Linked DNA regions of Mus musculus: region 2 is linked to region 1. Evidence: chromatin contacts called from public HiChIP or PLAC-seq data. All regions are on one chromosome and are shown on one strand. The core of a region is the stretch at or near the end of the contact, and the rest is flanking DNA. Distances in the headings are between cores, read along the strand shown. Region 1 overlaps Ptn (pleiotrophin). Region 2 overlaps Dgki (diacylglycerol kinase, iota).

The links. HiChIP or PLAC-seq counts read pairs in DNA pulled down with a chosen protein or histone mark.
Region 2: a contact with region 1 is called in an H3K27ac HiChIP or PLAC-seq map of stem cell-derived neural progenitor cells, with 3 times the contacts expected there. The contact joins two enhancer-like sites. A contact is called at or near these places in 2 of 15 datasets of contacts at CTCF or cohesin (both in the NIH/3T3 cell line), 7 of 484 Hi-C or Micro-C datasets (cochlea, cortical neurons, embryonic fibroblasts and 3 more) and 2 of 115 datasets of contacts at active chromatin or transcription factors (astrocytes and stem cell-derived neural progenitor cells).

The regions. Positions count from the first base shown.
Region 1 is chr6:36,787,157-36,791,571 of GRCm38.p6, forward strand. All of the region lies in intron 1 of Ptn (pleiotrophin), which reads right to left. Among named protein-coding and RNA genes, the nearest start is that of Ptn, 21 kb to the right of the region's middle. Within about 2 kb of position 1,850, at least 51 of the 459 cell types and tissues checked have an H3K27ac peak or open chromatin away from gene starts, as enhancers often do. A contact at or near this core is called in stem cell-derived neural progenitor cells, where this site is marked.
Region 2 is chr6:37,034,690-37,039,104 of GRCm38.p6, forward strand. Dgki (diacylglycerol kinase, iota) reads right to left here. Exons shown (of 34, transcript NM_001081206.2): 13 at 1-8. Among named protein-coding and RNA genes, the nearest start is that of Gm52857, 130 kb to the left of the region's middle. Within about 2 kb of position 2,117, at least 26 of the 459 cell types and tissues checked have an H3K27ac peak or open chromatin away from gene starts, as enhancers often do. A contact at or near this core is called in stem cell-derived neural progenitor cells, where this site is marked.

The DNA of each region.
Region 1 (4,415 bases), core at 600-3,099:
ATCAGTTAATATATGAATAATATCGTATACATGAAACATTTATCACTTTCTGACCCTAAATGTTCAATGTTACAAAAAGTCAGCCTTGACTCCCTTGTCTTGGTTCTTAAGAATTTTAAGACTCCAAAGACAGCATAGCATGACTTAGATCTGTGGGGAGCAGCACTTAAAATCTGTCACTAAATCAAGGTGTTTTGAAGAGCTAGAAGCAAACAATTCTGTCACTTTTCCAAGGCTTCTGTGCTCTCCTCTTCCTGTTCAGCTCAGACTCTCTCTCTCTCTCTCTCTCTCTCTCTCTCTCTCTCTCTCTCTCTGTGTGTGTGTGTGTGTGTGTGTGTGTGTGTGTGTGTGTGTGTGTGTGTGTAGTCTTTTAACCTCTGGATGTAACAAATGAATTTAAAAAAAAAAATCCAGGATTTCTCCCCTGTAGAGACTTGACTTTTTTTTTCTTCATTTTATCAGAATCCAACTGATTCTCAGACTCTCTCTCTCGGTGTCTACAAAGAGCTTTGAAACCTGTACAGACACAAATAAGAACATGTTCCCAAGAGCTGATGAATGGGGCTAAGGGGGGGAGAAGACTACAGAAAAGACCTGAGCCCAGTTGCTGCAATAAGCCAGCTGCTACCCAGCTGTGCATGCACCTGCTCTGCCAGCATTCACAGCAGCATTTAAACAGCTAGTCCTGTGACATCTAAGGGTCACATACAAAGTTAAACGGTCTACCTAATCTAAACACATCCCATTACCTAAAAGACCTCAAGTCTGTGTCCCATGACTTCAAAAACAAATCAAAACAAAACCAGTGCCCTCTATTTTATTAGCTAAATGATCCATCGTGTGCTCATGATGCTCCTGCTCCTTTGGAAAACATCATGGAATACATTCATATTTAAACAAACACTCAGTAGCCTCCATTTGATGACAAGGATTTACACCATTAGGAGATAAAACATTCTTACCTCTTCTTTTTCTCTCATCTTTTCCTGAAATTCGCCCAGCCACTCCCATGAACTCCTTCCCCTAAAAAATACGCATCTCACATTTCATTTAGAAACAGTAATACACACGGGGAGACAGAGCGTGGCTACATTGTAAAATGAAACCGCACATCTCAGTGTCACGTCCTGAATGAGCAGTAAGTAGTCTAACTACCCAAGCCGCCATATTACAGCAGCAACCGTACCTTTCCCCACTCCTAGGGAGCTGAGCACCGCGGGCTTCTGCTGCAGATTCTCACCTGGCCTTATACAGCCAATACACTGTGCATTCTAGATTACAGATTAGAAATGCCTGGTCAGAATCAAGGGTAAATGAATTGCAAAGAGATGTTCTAAAAGGTAAGAAGCGTCTTCTAAGGTGTTCAGATAGGAGAAGAGCACTAACATGGAGAAATAAAACTCCCGACACTGCAATAGGGATACATTTTTCTGTAAGGCTTTCTTTTATTTTCAAATTCGCATTATAAACTTTCTGATGGTTTTCTGGCATCCGTTTGTCGGTTGAATTGCAACCCTAACAGCACTTGCCCTTCACAAACAAGCACTCTGCTTTCTGTGGTCATGCAGCTGACTGTGGAGCCGGCCCACGGGGTACCTTGTTATCCTTCCCACATACCCTGATATGGTCATTCTTCTTACAGAGCGAGCTGGGCTTGGGGAACGATGGATGTTAGGAGGTCTGCCTCTGTTTTTCACAGGCTCAAAGTGAGCTTTGAGGTGGACTGCCTGTGCTCAGGCTCTAATGAGTTTCCCACAATACATTCCGTGCCCACAGGTGTCCCATTCAGAGCACCCAGGCTAATGGACAGTTAAGGGGACGACTTGACAGCTGGTAGGGCTCACTTGCTTTGTTGTCAGCTACGCTCTCCTGCTCTCCGTGGTAGTGAATTATATAACCCAGGCACAGCTAAGCACAGCTAAACAAGCAAAGAAGCTTCGAGGTCACCTCCTGCTGTCAGCTCCAAACTTGGAGGTTAATAGCATTTATCAAGGTCTCCTAAGGCCAGGCTTTCAACCTGCTCACAGCTTGGCTAAGAGTCAAAGAGATGTTGGCTTTATTAGAATAAAATCTTTGTGATTAAATATGGATTCGATTCCTCTGTGGTTTTAAAATTGTTTTTGTCGCTGTTATTATTTTTCTTTCTCTGCATTTTGCAGAGAAATGCCTATGTCTTATTTCCTTGGAGGTCCTATCCCATATATGATCATCCGAAATGTTAGCTTCATTTTCTTCCCTGACATCCAGCTGCTAACCATAAAATAAATTAGTGGTGTTGAAATTTCTGCTGACATTGCTAGTGTTCAGGAATGGATGCCAACTTCTCAGACGGCTGGGGCTAGAAGATAGCCTGCACTATACAAATTCATAGTTTATCTGTACCAATGCTATTTTCTTACACATTGACTATTTTTATGAGTGACCTTTGTTCTATTTGAACTTGGTTTATTTGACCGTTGTCTATTTTATCAACATCAAAGCATAGTTCTCTTCTCCTCCAAGTTGTATTTAATATTCACATCTTAGTGGAACTACAACAATGGCATCAGCTAAAGAACACAGAGATCCTGATTTAAATATACGGAAACAGCAAAATAAAATGTTGTTTCATGCTTAAACTATGAAAAAGACATCATAGTCTTAAGGGTCCATCTATAAATTAATTGTTTTCTTAATGCTTTACTCAAAATATGCCATAGGTGAGTAGGAAAAGTCAAATAATATGTTGAATAATAACAGATGTTTATTTGTTATAAAGATATCTTAATAAAAATTCAAAATAAGAAGTTTGGTCTTCAGCATTGAAATTATATGAGATTAACACTTGTGATTTGATTGTTTGTTTTGTTTTCCTTCAGCCCAGGAATGGAAACACACTGGACTGGGCCTCAGAACCCTCTCCACACTCTCTCCTCACCTGCCTCCCTCCCTCACCGGTCCTCTATCTCTTTGCTCTCTTTTATCCACTCCACAGTCCTTCCTACTGACTAATTCTGTGGCTTGCCTTTATTCTACAAAGAATGAAAGCAGGTGCCTTCCACTTTTCTACCGTTCTTGAAGCATGGAAGAGCATCCCATAAATAGTTTATGGATACATACATGGGTGGACATGTTCTGCTTCGGCCTCTGAGCCCTACTTTAAATCTATATAAACCTAACTCAATTCGTTACTTTTCAGGAGTGATATGTGGACAGGTCCTATGGAAAGCTGTTAATTTGCATGGATCTATGGGACAGCAGAAATGATCATTTAACCAGACACCATGGAAAGCAACTCTAATAATGAATTGGGGAAATTACAACTGATCTGGGACCTATTAAAAATTGTGTCCAATCACTAAGATTCTCTTACTACAGTGTTTGCATATATGCAATATTTATTTGAGATTTGGAGCTTTTTGGGGAACTTAACAGGATTGACCTGAACTGCTAACTCCCTTACTCTTGTAGAAAAATTATAGCATGTAACAGTTGCCTTTTCCTTCCTTGGAAAATGTCAGACACCTTTTTAGGTTTGGACTAGCTTCCAGTGTTCCACTCTTTTAACGCTCCGTGTTGCAAAATAGAATCTAAAATCCCATTAAAGTGATTTTGTTGCTAGCTTCGATTGTGTTCGGAACAGCCTATTCTCTTTTGTCAGGCCTGTGTTGCCCATTTACATGGCTTAGTTTGCCTTCTGTCTTGATGGAGTGTGTTTGCTGAACACAGAGGATCTCTCAAACAGGCGCAGTGTCTGTGTTTCTCACACTTGTCTCACACCATTTATGTTTGAGTTTCACCTCCCATTACATACTTTCTTCTTGTCTGCACTTGGATTTCTGTTATCCAACTTCTTTGGATTACCCATTTCTGAAACTCATAGGACAATGAGTTTACTCCTGGGAGATAAGGAGACACTAGTACTATATCCTTCATGTTCTGTGTCTAATGTGAATAACAAATCTGCAGTGATCCACTATAAATGGATAATGAAAGGATGTCACTGGCCAGTGACCGTAAAGCATATTTGTCTTAGGAAAATGTACATGCTACTATTGGTTCATACACTTATGTATGGTCTGTGTTGTTAGACACCTAGTGTCCATTAATTCAGCTGTGAAATGAATCCAAGCAAAGGGAAGATTGCCAGTAACTAAAAATTTCACTTCTCTGTCAAAATTTCCAAGTGAACTTTGTATTTGTATATGTGGACCAAGCTAGTTTAGAAACAAGGAAACTCAGTTCTTAGACTTGAAAGTAACTTTTAGAGAGGTAAAATTTCTTAGTGCACCTCCATAAGATACACAACAACAGACCTTCACTCACGGATTTGGGAAGACAAACGGGGCAGTTGTGGATAGTATCCTGACATAGGCTAGGCAGGATCAAGTGTTCAAATCATTACTTCTCTAACTTTCTCACAAATTAAAGTCACC
Region 2 (4,415 bases), core at 867-3,366, 250 kb after region 1:
CAGCCCACCTACAGACACATTGGGGGCCAGAAGGGAGAAGAGAAAGACAATAAGTCACCAGGAAGGAAATTGAGGAGGCTTGGAAAGGTCAGAATGCTTAAAACACATGTTTAATACAGTGGTCAGACAACAGAAAGCCTGCTTACTTCAAGTGCTTTCAAAATGGTCAAACCTTAAATAGGAAAAAAGACCACTTTATGCATGCTTTATTATATAATCAAATGGGGACTCATAAATCTGCATGTTTATCTAGAATGATACTTTAAAATTTAGGGGAATTTAAGGTCATTTAGATGGGGTAATAGAACAGAGTACCAGAGAGAATATAAAACTCAGAATCAGACTAAATTCCAATGCAGCTCATACAGGCTACAGAACCTTGATTAAGCTGCATAACTTTACAGAGACTAATTTATTTGATTTTCAAAATGAGATAATGAGACCTACTTCACAGGGCCGTGTACAGCTTAAACCACAACGCATCTAAAGACTGAACACTGGTCTATGGCCGATACAGGCCCTCGTTGCATGACCACCCTCCACAGCATCATTTTGGAAACTCGTAGTTTTCCTAATTGTCCCTAAAAATCTCTTTTATGATTCACTATGGAGACAAGACTGTGCATGGACTTAATGTCTCAGATAAATCTAAACAGAAAGTACATACTAGGATCACAAGCCCCGCTTAATCTGTGTTCTAGAAGAAAAAAATCCTTTGAATTTAGCCATATTACAATACAAACAAACAGCTCCTAACCTCAGCATAGCAAAAAAGAAACCTACATGTCTTTAGGATGTCACACAGACCCACGTTCCATACATAGGTCTCCCTAATAATTTTCAACTATGGCTTACATGGTGGAAGTACAGATGACACATGTCAAGAAGAGATTATGTTAAAGGTTATGACTTCAGTTCCGGTTGCATATTAACCCATTCTACCCCAAATTTGGGGCGGAGGGGGGGGGAAATCCTACTATAAGCCACTTAAAATTCTTCTCCTATTCTCTGACAGATGAGCCTTATCCTTTAAGTGTTCCATTCCAGAGCTCAGCAAAACAGTGACATGTTTTAGTCTATACTTGTATGAGTGTCATGGGGTTTTCTTTTAACAACATGCTAGCACTGCATTTAATGAGCACCACCAACTACATGCACAACAGAGCAGAACGGCTGAAATAACGAGATTAATGAGCTGGGCTATGCTGGATAAGACAAAATGGCTGCCCTCAGAGTTCACGCTGGCAGAGGATGGTACACTGATTACAATCTCTATGCTATCCCCGAGCAACATCACATTATTGAACTTCAAAAATGTCAAGACGAAGCCATTACTATATGCCAACATAAAAAGACTCCGTAAGATAGTTTAATTTTAGTTTCCACTTTGTAAGGGAGTTGAATGATAGAGCGGCATTAGCATCGCATCATTTATACATGAGAACTGCCGTTCATAACGAGGTAAGACTAACACCAGTTAGTGAGGCCAGCATTTTTAGTGCCGCAGAGGAATAAGTTTTCATAAGGAGGTGAGGATCGCAAGGCCTACCAGCACAAGCTCACAGTTCCAAACTTCTCAGGAGGCTGAGGGAGGAGGATGGTGAGTGAGGCCAACCTAGGCAATTTGTGAAGCCCTATCTCAGGACAAAACAAAATAAAGAGGTGAGTGGGGTGTAGCTCAATGGGAAATCTCCTGCTGGCATGCCCCAAGACCTCCCTAAGTTCCGTTTCTAAAACCGAAAAACTACTAACTCAATAATACCAAACCTGGTACTGGGAATGGCCTGACTATCTTAGAGGCAGCAATATGTGATTTTTGACATCTCTGGATGTAGAGAAAGCTCCAAAATTCACTACATGTGACACACTACAAACACAGATCTTCCTAAGTGTTAAGAAGCCATTCCTGGACCATCCTTAGATTGTGACCTGGATTTCTTTAGCTCTTTTTGCTCACACCGTGCCAGTCAAGTGGTCCAGGTGATAAGTCGGCTCTCGTGGCTGTGCCAAACACTGTTTCCTTGCTACTAAAAGCACAGCTAAGCACAATGAAAGCTGAAAGAACTGGGAAACTGTAGGAAGCTTGTGGAGGGTCATAGAAAGGTCACAAGCATCCAGAATGATAAACACAGATGCAGACAGCACTAAGAGAAACCAGAGCTGCAGACATGCAATAGAACTCAGAATCTAATTCAACAATGCATCCAGAGAAGAATATTGGATGCTTCCCCCCCCAAACTTCTCTGAGTCGCCCGTCCTCACTCTTTTTATTTTTCTAGATTTAAATGAGAGATTGTTCTTATTTTAATTTGCCTATATCTCTCTTTCCTTGGGAAGATATTTATATTAGTTCACCCTTACAACATCTGATCTTACTGTAAACACAGCAGTAATAGAAGAGAGAGCTGAGAAAGACATCTTCTTGTCCATCAACAAAACACAGGGCATTAAAGGTGAGGTAAAGAAAACCTTGGGGCAGTGGAGGAATCCAGTCTGCTGTCTGTCTAGTAATGAGGGATGAAAGCAGCCCCCTGCTGGCTAGAGGCTGTACTGGTACCAGTGTTCTCTAGGCAGGGGGAAAGAAGGTTGGAACAGAGTACAGATGCCCACTGCCTGAGGCCCGGCCCCGGGACTGTAACTTGGTATGTCTGGAAGAAACTGAGAGAGCCTCTGTCTGGTAAACAGTTAGGCCAATCTCCCACAAACCCAGGGATGTGTTTCTAGCATGGAAGCTTTCACCACCCACAGCAGACACAATTCTAGTCTGATAAGTCTTAAAATACTCTGTGAGGAAACGAAACAGAGATCGAAAGCGAACATCAAACAACCGCCTCTGAACATGAGCCTACAAAGAAAAACTCTAAGTCACTTGAAAGCTCACACTGAAAGAGATGGAAAAGCAAGAGGATTAGCCACCAAGAAAGGAGTCCTGCGACTGCCTGTGATGGGTTTGGCAGCTGCCAATCAAATCTTCTCAGGCTTAGCTGCTGTCTTGCTTTCTAAAAGAGTGGTTCCCAAGGGATGGGCTTCATCTGCACTCAGCTCTACACAGAGCCTTGGGGACTTTGAGGATCTTGTACCCTCATCTTCAAGGACAAAGTACACTTCTTCAGACTTTCACACGAAGATGTCTTTACACACAAACTGGATGCGCATTTGTGTACTATGTACGTGGACGTATCTGCTTGTGCCTGTGCATGCATATGACAGCATAAGGCAGCACCGTAGCGGGGCAGAGAGCACAGGATCCAGAAGGAGACGCTGGCATTGGAACCAAGCTCCCATGGGTACTGGAGTGAGTGGACCAGTCACTAAGCACACCCCTTCCTCTTCTGTAAAGTGGAGAGTAACGGTGACTGCATGCCAGTGTCATTTTCTCTACTGGACGTGCAGACCTTGCTTTGCACATGCCTGACAACTAAGAAATGCAAACTACCATACCCTTGCCTGTCTTCACACCGGGAAGTCTGTCTTTTGTAAACCATAGATAAAACCAGGAGTCAACTTTCCTGCAACTGAAACAGGCCATCCAAAAGAGATGGGCACAAATGTGCTGCCATAGCAGGAAAATTGGGGGATCACGGGTAACGTCCTACGTGCTTGTCCTTATAAAAGCAAAACAAAAGTATGCAAAGGATCTTCAGGCCTCAAAGCTGGGGGAGTGGGGAGGGCTCGACCTCCCAGGTTGTTATCAGAAGCCTGCTCTTTTCACGATCCCAGATTTCAGATTACAGGCTCTCAAATAGGTTCTCTGTTTTATCCGGCTTTAATGTTCCCCCAAATTATCTGTGCCAGCCCACTAGTCCCATTCCAATTATTTCCTCCCACTGGTGAAGAACATTATCCAGACTGAACCAACACATTCCCAGCTTCCCCGCTCTGCCCTTCAGGACCATCAGGACTGGCAGCTTGAGAACTGAGTCCTCCTGCGTTGCCTCTTGCCTGAGCAGGCACGATGCAGCAGCAGCAGCTGGCCAATGCTGCCACCACCTGCCTGCTCTCAGCTCGAGCTGTCACAGAAGGACACCGAGTGATATTTGCCTTCCACGGTGCACTGACAATGGACAGGGCTGAGGAGTGTGGATGACAGTGAACTGACATTTTCCTCTGACAGAACAGGCAGAAAAGAACGAAGCCCACCTTGGTGGAGAATGGTACGTACATCCCTCCACTCTCACAGAAAAGCAAGGCACAACAGTGGACAGGTACAGCCATCCCTAGCCCTCTGTGTCTAGAGGTTCCTTATCAATGACTTAAGTCATTGCTTGGACTGAAGTTTCCAAGCAAACATTCATGTCTACACTGCAGGTGCACGTTTCCTTCTGGTCACGTTTCCCTAAAAACGAAGCTATTTCCATAGCATAAGGGGGCCAAGTCTAAAGATGGTGTGTGGTATATACAAGAATGCATGTAGG